Regions from separate parts of the Mus musculus genome. Here region 1 is linked to region 2. A link is a contact called in public HiChIP or PLAC-seq data. All regions are on one chromosome and are shown on one strand. Each heading gives the region's core, a stretch centred on a gene start, on an enhancer-like site or on the middle of the called end of the contact. The rest is flanking DNA. Distances are from core to core; before and after follow the strand shown.

The links. HiChIP or PLAC-seq counts read pairs in DNA pulled down with a chosen protein or histone mark.
Region 1: a contact with region 2 is called in an H3K27ac HiChIP or PLAC-seq map of embryonic stem cells, with 5 times the contacts expected there. The contact joins two enhancer-like sites. A contact is called at or near these places in 2 of 484 Hi-C or Micro-C datasets (bone marrow-derived macrophages and embryonic stem cells) and 5 of 115 datasets of contacts at active chromatin or transcription factors (embryonic basal ganglia and embryonic stem cells).

The regions. Positions count from the first base shown.
Region 1 is chr6:134,348,287-134,351,569 of GRCm38.p6, reverse strand. All of the region lies in intron 3 of 4933406J09Rik (RIKEN cDNA 4933406J09 gene), which reads left to right. Among named protein-coding and RNA genes, the nearest start is that of Bcl2l14, 46 kb to the left of the region's middle. Within about 2 kb of position 1,364, at least 5 of the 459 cell types and tissues checked have an H3K27ac peak or open chromatin away from gene starts, as enhancers often do. A contact at or near this core is called in embryonic stem cells, where this site is marked.
Region 2 is chr6:133,986,410-133,989,925 of GRCm38.p6, reverse strand. No RefSeq gene overlaps it. Among named protein-coding and RNA genes, the nearest start is that of Gm46977, 47 kb to the left of the region's middle. Within about 2 kb of position 1,730, at least 16 of the 459 cell types and tissues checked have an H3K27ac peak or open chromatin away from gene starts, as enhancers often do. A contact at or near this core is called in embryonic stem cells, where this site is marked.

The DNA.
Region 1 (3,283 bases), core at 115-2,614, 360 kb before region 2:
AAACAAAAGTTTCAAGCTTGAATTTTGGAGGGGAACATCAAGGCAAAGCAAGTGGGTCTCAAGCCACCATCCAGTATTCCCTTTTGGGGACGTTCTCTTGTCCTTGCCAAGTCTGATCTACAGAGTTGGCCTTCTTCTCACCCCCTATATAAAGAGCTTTAGACAATTAATGACCACTGAGAGGGAGAATGAGTCTGCTCTTGAGACGAGTCCCCGAGAAGTAATCCAGTCCCAGGCAGTCATCCCTAAACACTTGTACATCGGAGCTGAATGGACTCAGCAGGTTGTATTCATTAATTTACATGCAACAATAGTAATTGCAGAGTAAGAGAGTACACACATTTGAGAAGACTGAAGGGGACATAGAAAGAGTCAGGTGGAGGAGAATGGGGGGTAATGTAAACATAGTACTAATCTATAAAAAGAAATAACAAAATTATAAGTATTAGTTAAAAATAAATTACAATAGTGTACGTTTAAAAATCCTTCTTAGAGTTTTTGGATAAAATGATGGCCCAGCTTGATTTCCACAGACATGCTCTGTCTGGATAGGCTCAGGAGGGCATGACCACACTGTAACAATCTCAAAGAAATGAAAATGTAAAAATATTCATTTATCAAAGCATCGGGCTATCTGAAGTATTTATTGGCCATAATTTTCCAAGCAGAGAATGAAGTCAGCCAGCTTCCTGGAAGAAGTCGGAATTTTGAGTCTGCCAATCCAGAGGGAAGAGAATACACAGGGAATAAATGTCTCCAGTTTAAGAAGCTCTTAAGAGCCTACATTTCTAGATTAGCAATGTGGAGGCTGGAGAGATGACTCAGTGGCTACGAACGCTAGCTGCTCTTTCAGAGGATCTGAGTTTGATTCCCAGCACCCATGTCTCACACCTTCCTACAGCTCTAGCTTTGGGGGAATCCAATACCCTCTTCTGACCACAAGGATGGACACTCACATACACATAATTAAAAAAAAATGTAAATCTCTAGAAAAAATAATGTAAATCTGCAGAAACATGAAAAAGAAAGGGAAAAAATTAAGCGTCTTTCTCATCATTTCTGTCTCTCTGTCTTTGGTCTCTAAAGGACACAGATGACAATCATGTGTTCTCTGTCTCTTTGTGCCTTTCCTCAAGCTATCCAGAACATTTTATCTGATGTTTTTTAAGTTAAGGTGACACTAAGTGGTTTGAGTGAGAATGTCCCATACTGGCTCAGGTACTTGAGGAGCCATGGCCTTGCTTCAGTTCAGTGTGATCTTAAGCTTTGTGTTTGCAGCAGCTGAAGAAGTGACCTCTCTGCTCTCTGATCCTGCTGTCATACTCCCCTCCCATGATAGACTCTTTCCAAAACAGAGGTTAGCGACTGATGCCTGCTCTGTTTAGGAATGCTCTTCTGCCAGATTCCTCTCGACAGAGGAATGGATACAGAAAATGTGGTACATGTACACAATGGAGTACTACTCAGCTATTAAAAACAGTGAATTTATGAAATTCTTAGGCAAATGGATGAAACTAGAATGTTGTGGATAGTTTTGGGGCTAATTATGTTTGATGTTTATTCCTCCTGTGAGGGGTCACAAACAAGGAATGAGTCAGCGCTCAGGTGATTTCCTGTAAACCTGCTTCCCACCTTAATTTGTAAAATAAAGGAGAGCTGATGACTGGGCAGATGAAGGGAAGGAGGGGCAGAAGGGGGAGAAGGAGAAGAAGGAGAAAATGGGAGATAGAGAGGACGCAGAGGAGAGGAAGAAGAAGAAAAGCAGAGCAGAAGCACGTGGCCTGGAGATACGGCAAGTTCTAAGGGGTCTCATAGACGTGGAAGATGGTATGTAGTGGTAGATCTGCTGGACCTAGGTGCACAGCATGTATTCATATTAACTGAGTCGTTTTCATTGCTGGGGCTTATTTGGGTTGGAGATTTACCGAAACACAAGAAAATAGCATCCAGAGTGAGGTAACCCAATCACAAAAGAACACACATGATATGCACTCACTGATTAGGGGATATTAGCCCAGACTACCCAAGATACAGTTCACAAACCACATGAAACTTGAGAAGAAGGAAGACCAAAGTGTGGACACTTCAATCCTTCTTGTAAGGGGGAACAAAATACACATGGAAGGAGTTACAGAGACAAAAGTGTGGAGCAGAGACTGAAGGAATGACCATCCAGAGACAGCCCTACCTGGAGATCCATCTTATATACAATCACCAAACCCAGACACTTATTGTGGATGCTAACAAGTGCTTGCTGACAGGAGCCTGATATAGCTGTCTCCTGAGAGGCTCTGCCAGTGCCTGACAAATACAGAAGTGGATGTTCACAGCCATCCATTAGATTGAGCACAGGCTCTCCAAAGGAGGATCTAGAGAAAGGACACAAGGAGCTGAAGGGGTTTGCAGCCCTCCTAGGAGGAACAACAATATGAACTATCCAGTACCCCCAGAGCTTCCAGGGACGAAATCACCAATCAAAGAGTACACATGATTGGACTCATGGCTCCAGCTGCATATGCAGCAGAGGATGGCCTAGTCGGTCATCAATGGGAGGAGAGGCCATTGGTTCTGTAAAGGTTCTATGCCCCAGTGTAGGGGAATGCCAGGGCCAGGAAGCAGAAGTGGGTGGGTTGGTGAGCAGCGGCGTGGGGGGTGGAATAGGGGGTTTTCAGAGGGTAAACCCGGAAAGGGGATAACATTTGAAATGCAAATAAAGAAAATATCTAATTAAAAAACAACAAAGGAATGCCTGTTCTGTTGGGCACCTGAGAGTGCAGGCTTCTCACCCTCACCAGCACAGTCAGGCTATTTACTTGCTTTGGTTGGGTTTGTCTTGTTTTGCTTTGAGTAACTCTCACTATGTAGCCCAGGATGGCTTTGAACTCACCCCCTTCCGCCACACCCTTCCAAGTGCTGAGACTATAAGCAGAGGCTACCGCACTAGCACTAACGGAAACAGGTATATATTATTCACATTTAGGAGGGTCTCACTTTGAAGCCCTGGCTGCCCTGGAACTTGCTAGGTTAGTCTCAGACATGTAGAGATCTGCCTGCCTCTGCCTCCCATGTGCTGGATTAAAGTCATATGCCACCAACCCTGGCCCAGACTTCCCATTAGAGAAAAGTCTTTTTTATTTGCCTCTATGAAGGGGTGAGAAAAATGACGTGTCTTTGAGTCGGCTTTGGGTGAGTGAGTATCTTTTCACGTCTTTGTAGGCCATTTGAAGTCTCTCTTCAGTGACCTGCCTTTCCTGTTGAGTGGGATTATCAGTCACAGTGTGTT
Region 2 (3,516 bases), core at 481-2,980:
TGACAGCCCTGGATCCAAGGCATGGCTCCATAAAACCTACAATGGAAACTTCCCCTTTCCTGAGACCCAGAGTTGCTGCCAAGGAGAAACTAATAACTCCTGACTGCATGTGGTAGCACACACATATGATCCCAGCACATGGGAGATGGGGGCAGGACGACCAGGAGGTCACAGTCATCCTCTCTCCCCTATCTAGGGAGTTTGAGACCACCCTAGGCTATAGAATCAGACCCTGTCTCAAAACAAACAATAACAGTAAGTGGATAGAATTGGAAACATTATTCTAATTGTGGTCATTGTGGGCCCTAAGGACAAATAAATGCCTCATGTTCTCTCTTCAAGTGAGATGTGCTTCAACTCTTTAGGATGCAATCTCTAATGCATCCCCTGTGCAAAGCCAGGAAAGGAGGAAGTGAACAGGGGGAAGGGCTGCCTTAAGGGAGATGAGATAGTAATACATAGATAAAAAGAAAGATAGGAAGACTGTGGAATGACGGAAAGGTTTAGGCGGACCTCGGGAGGAAGTAGGCCCCTGAGGGAAGCTGAGAGTTTTTGTTTGTTTGTTTGTTTTGTTTGTTTTCAAGACAGGGTTTCACCTGTAGTTCTGGCTGTGAGTGGAACTCACACTGTAGACCAAGTTGGGTTGGAATTTAGAGATCTCCCTGGCTTGCCTTCAGAGTGCCGGGAATAAAGATGACTGCTGCCCCCTCCCATGGGAAGCTGAGTTGTAATTGCTAATGACACTGACATAGCAGCCAACCGCCTTCTACGTACCTATACGTGGACCAGCACACAGAAGTAAGTGGTTCCCAGGCTGAATCACAGAACCTTCCCTGACAAGGAACAGTGGCAATGCAGAGATGATGGCAGGTCAGATGCAGATGAAGGCCTTGCCTTAAGCAAGTCAGTTACTCCATCTTTAAGGCTCAGGGAACGATTTAGCAGAGAGAATGGGAAGAGTTGAAAGGCTAGAAGATACGGTAAAGAGCTACGAAATGTGCTTCTTTAGACTCAGTACAGCTACTGTATCTCAAGTCATCTGTGGTTACCTTCACTGGCCCAGAGGACCAGTCCTATCAACAGTCAAGGAAGGTGGAGCCCACCCCCACCCCCCCCCACCCCCCGCCTCTGAAATACTGGCTGTTCAGAGATTCCAAGAAAGCAGGAATCATTGTCTCTAGTTCTGAACCCACTGCCCAGCCCATCAGGCTCCAATGGCTCGCTCTAAATCCACAGCCACACAGATGTCTCTGGTTAATCTGCATGGGTCACGAAACAAAACTAAAAGATGTGAACTTGAGAGAGAGGGAGAGGGAGAGGGAGAGGGAGAGGGAGAGGGAGAGGGAGAGGGAGAGAGAGAGAGAGAGAGAGAGAGAGAGAGAGAGAGAGAGAGAGAGAGAGATGATTCTGGGGAAGAGAGAGAGTGGACAGTGGTGGGAGGCAGGAGAGAGAGGTGACTGATCAGTGTATAAAGTATGTGAAATTGTTAAAAAAATAATTTAAATTTAATTCAATTAAAAATAAGGTAGGCAGCAAAGACTGTTATGGCCAACAAGAAGTAAGAAAACTCTAGTCTCCCTCAGGAGTTTCAGATCCACTGATCTGGGTGACTGGGTACAGGGACCCGACTGTTTCCAGGACAAACAAAGCAACACAAGCAGACAGCAGAGCCCCCCTATGGGCGGGGCTCCTTATTAAAGCAAACTCCAGCGGCAGCTGACACACTTACACAAAGGAAATGCTACCTGAGCACCCTGTGTCTGGGGTGCCTCGCCTGCCCGCTCACCACCTGACTTACGACAACTCAAGCCCGCTCAGCCAGCAGAAACTAGACTGGTTCCGAGAGACTGTGGCGGTTACTCTGCCAAACTTTCACAACAAAAGATAAAAGGAAGATCTCATCCAAGGGGTGTGTGTGTGTGTGTGTGTGTGTATTTTAACTGGTATCCCACAGCAAAGATAGTCTAAACAGACATGCCATGATCCTACCCATGAAATCCCCAGTTTGTGAGACTGGCTTGAACAGGCTTTGGAGTATGTCTGCATTTTAACCCATGAGTATTCTGGTCATTGTTGTTGGTGTTATTATTATTAATTATTATTATTTTTAAAAGGACAGAAGAAACAGGAGCAAAGGAAAAGAAGGGCTTTCTGGGAGGCTAAGGACCAGTGCTCAGAATACTTAACCACCACATCTAGGCACCAGGAACAACCAAGTCTTACAAAAGTTTCCCTCTAGATGGAATTTGGAAGGGAAAAGACACAGCATACATATTCACCTGGACTCGACAGATAGAAATCCAGGATGCTGACTTCAGTAAGAAAGTGCTGCCTCTTCCCTAAAGACCCAGGCTTCAAAAAAGACAGACTAATAAGAGAATTAACAGTTTAACTATGCACCTCCGTACTTAGCAGAGTTTCCCAAGACATGGGAAGAAAAGAGGCATGGGGGATGAAGGCTACTGCAGCATTTTGAACTAAACAAAGGGGAAGTGGTTCTAGGCCTCTGGGAGAAGGAGGCCAGTACTGGGGTGGAGGTGGAAGAGGGTGGTATTGTTGTCTTGTTATGCATATGTGGCTTCCAGAGGGAATTGTCTGTGAGCATCTCTCTTCCTTTACAGAGGTGATGTCCTGAATGTGCATCTTCTTTACAAATTTAGACAGTTAGGAAATTCCTCCCAACTAGCTTTTACTGTCCCCGAGGGTTGTTAATTATCATTAATTCAAAATGACCACCCTACCTATTATCATGTACCTGATAGAACTCAGTACTAAGGGGAAGAGAGATTTACTTAGGTGCTTGCTTTCAGGTTTCAGTCCCTGGCACATGGGCTCCATTGTTTCTGAGTTGTGGTGAGGCTGAGCATCCTGGAAAGGAGGCAGGAAGAAGCAAAGTTGGGTGCTGGAGAGATGGTTTGCTGGTTATCAGCAGAATGCTCTTTCAGATAACCTGAATTTGATTCCCAGGACCTACACTGGATGGCCTGTTAACTCCAGCTCCAGGGGCATCCAGTGCCTCTGGCTTTCCAGGGCACCTGCACTCAAGTTGACATACTCTTTACCCCCAGACACACACAGAGGTAAAAAGTAAACAGATCTTTAAAAGGAGAAAAGGAGAGAGAGAGAGGAGGAGGGAGAACAAGAAGAAGATGAGGAAGAAGGAGAGGAGGAAAAGGAAGAGGAGGAAGAAGAGGAGGAGGAGGAGGAGGAAGAAGAAGAAGAAGAACCAATGCTAAGGCTGCTGAGGTGGATGAGCTGGTAAAAATACTTGCTGTGTGTCTGTTGCCCTGAGTGCAATCTCTATAACACATGATGGAAGGACAGAACTGAATCACAGAGGTTGTCGTCTAACACCAACAGTTGGTTACACAAACACACACACACACACACACACACACACACACACACACACACACACACACACCCCACAGGATTAAAAGAAGAGGATTGTTGGTCTGGTGGTGGTCAGAACGGAGGCAGAAGGGACTCAGAACAAGATACAGATCCCAAGGCCAT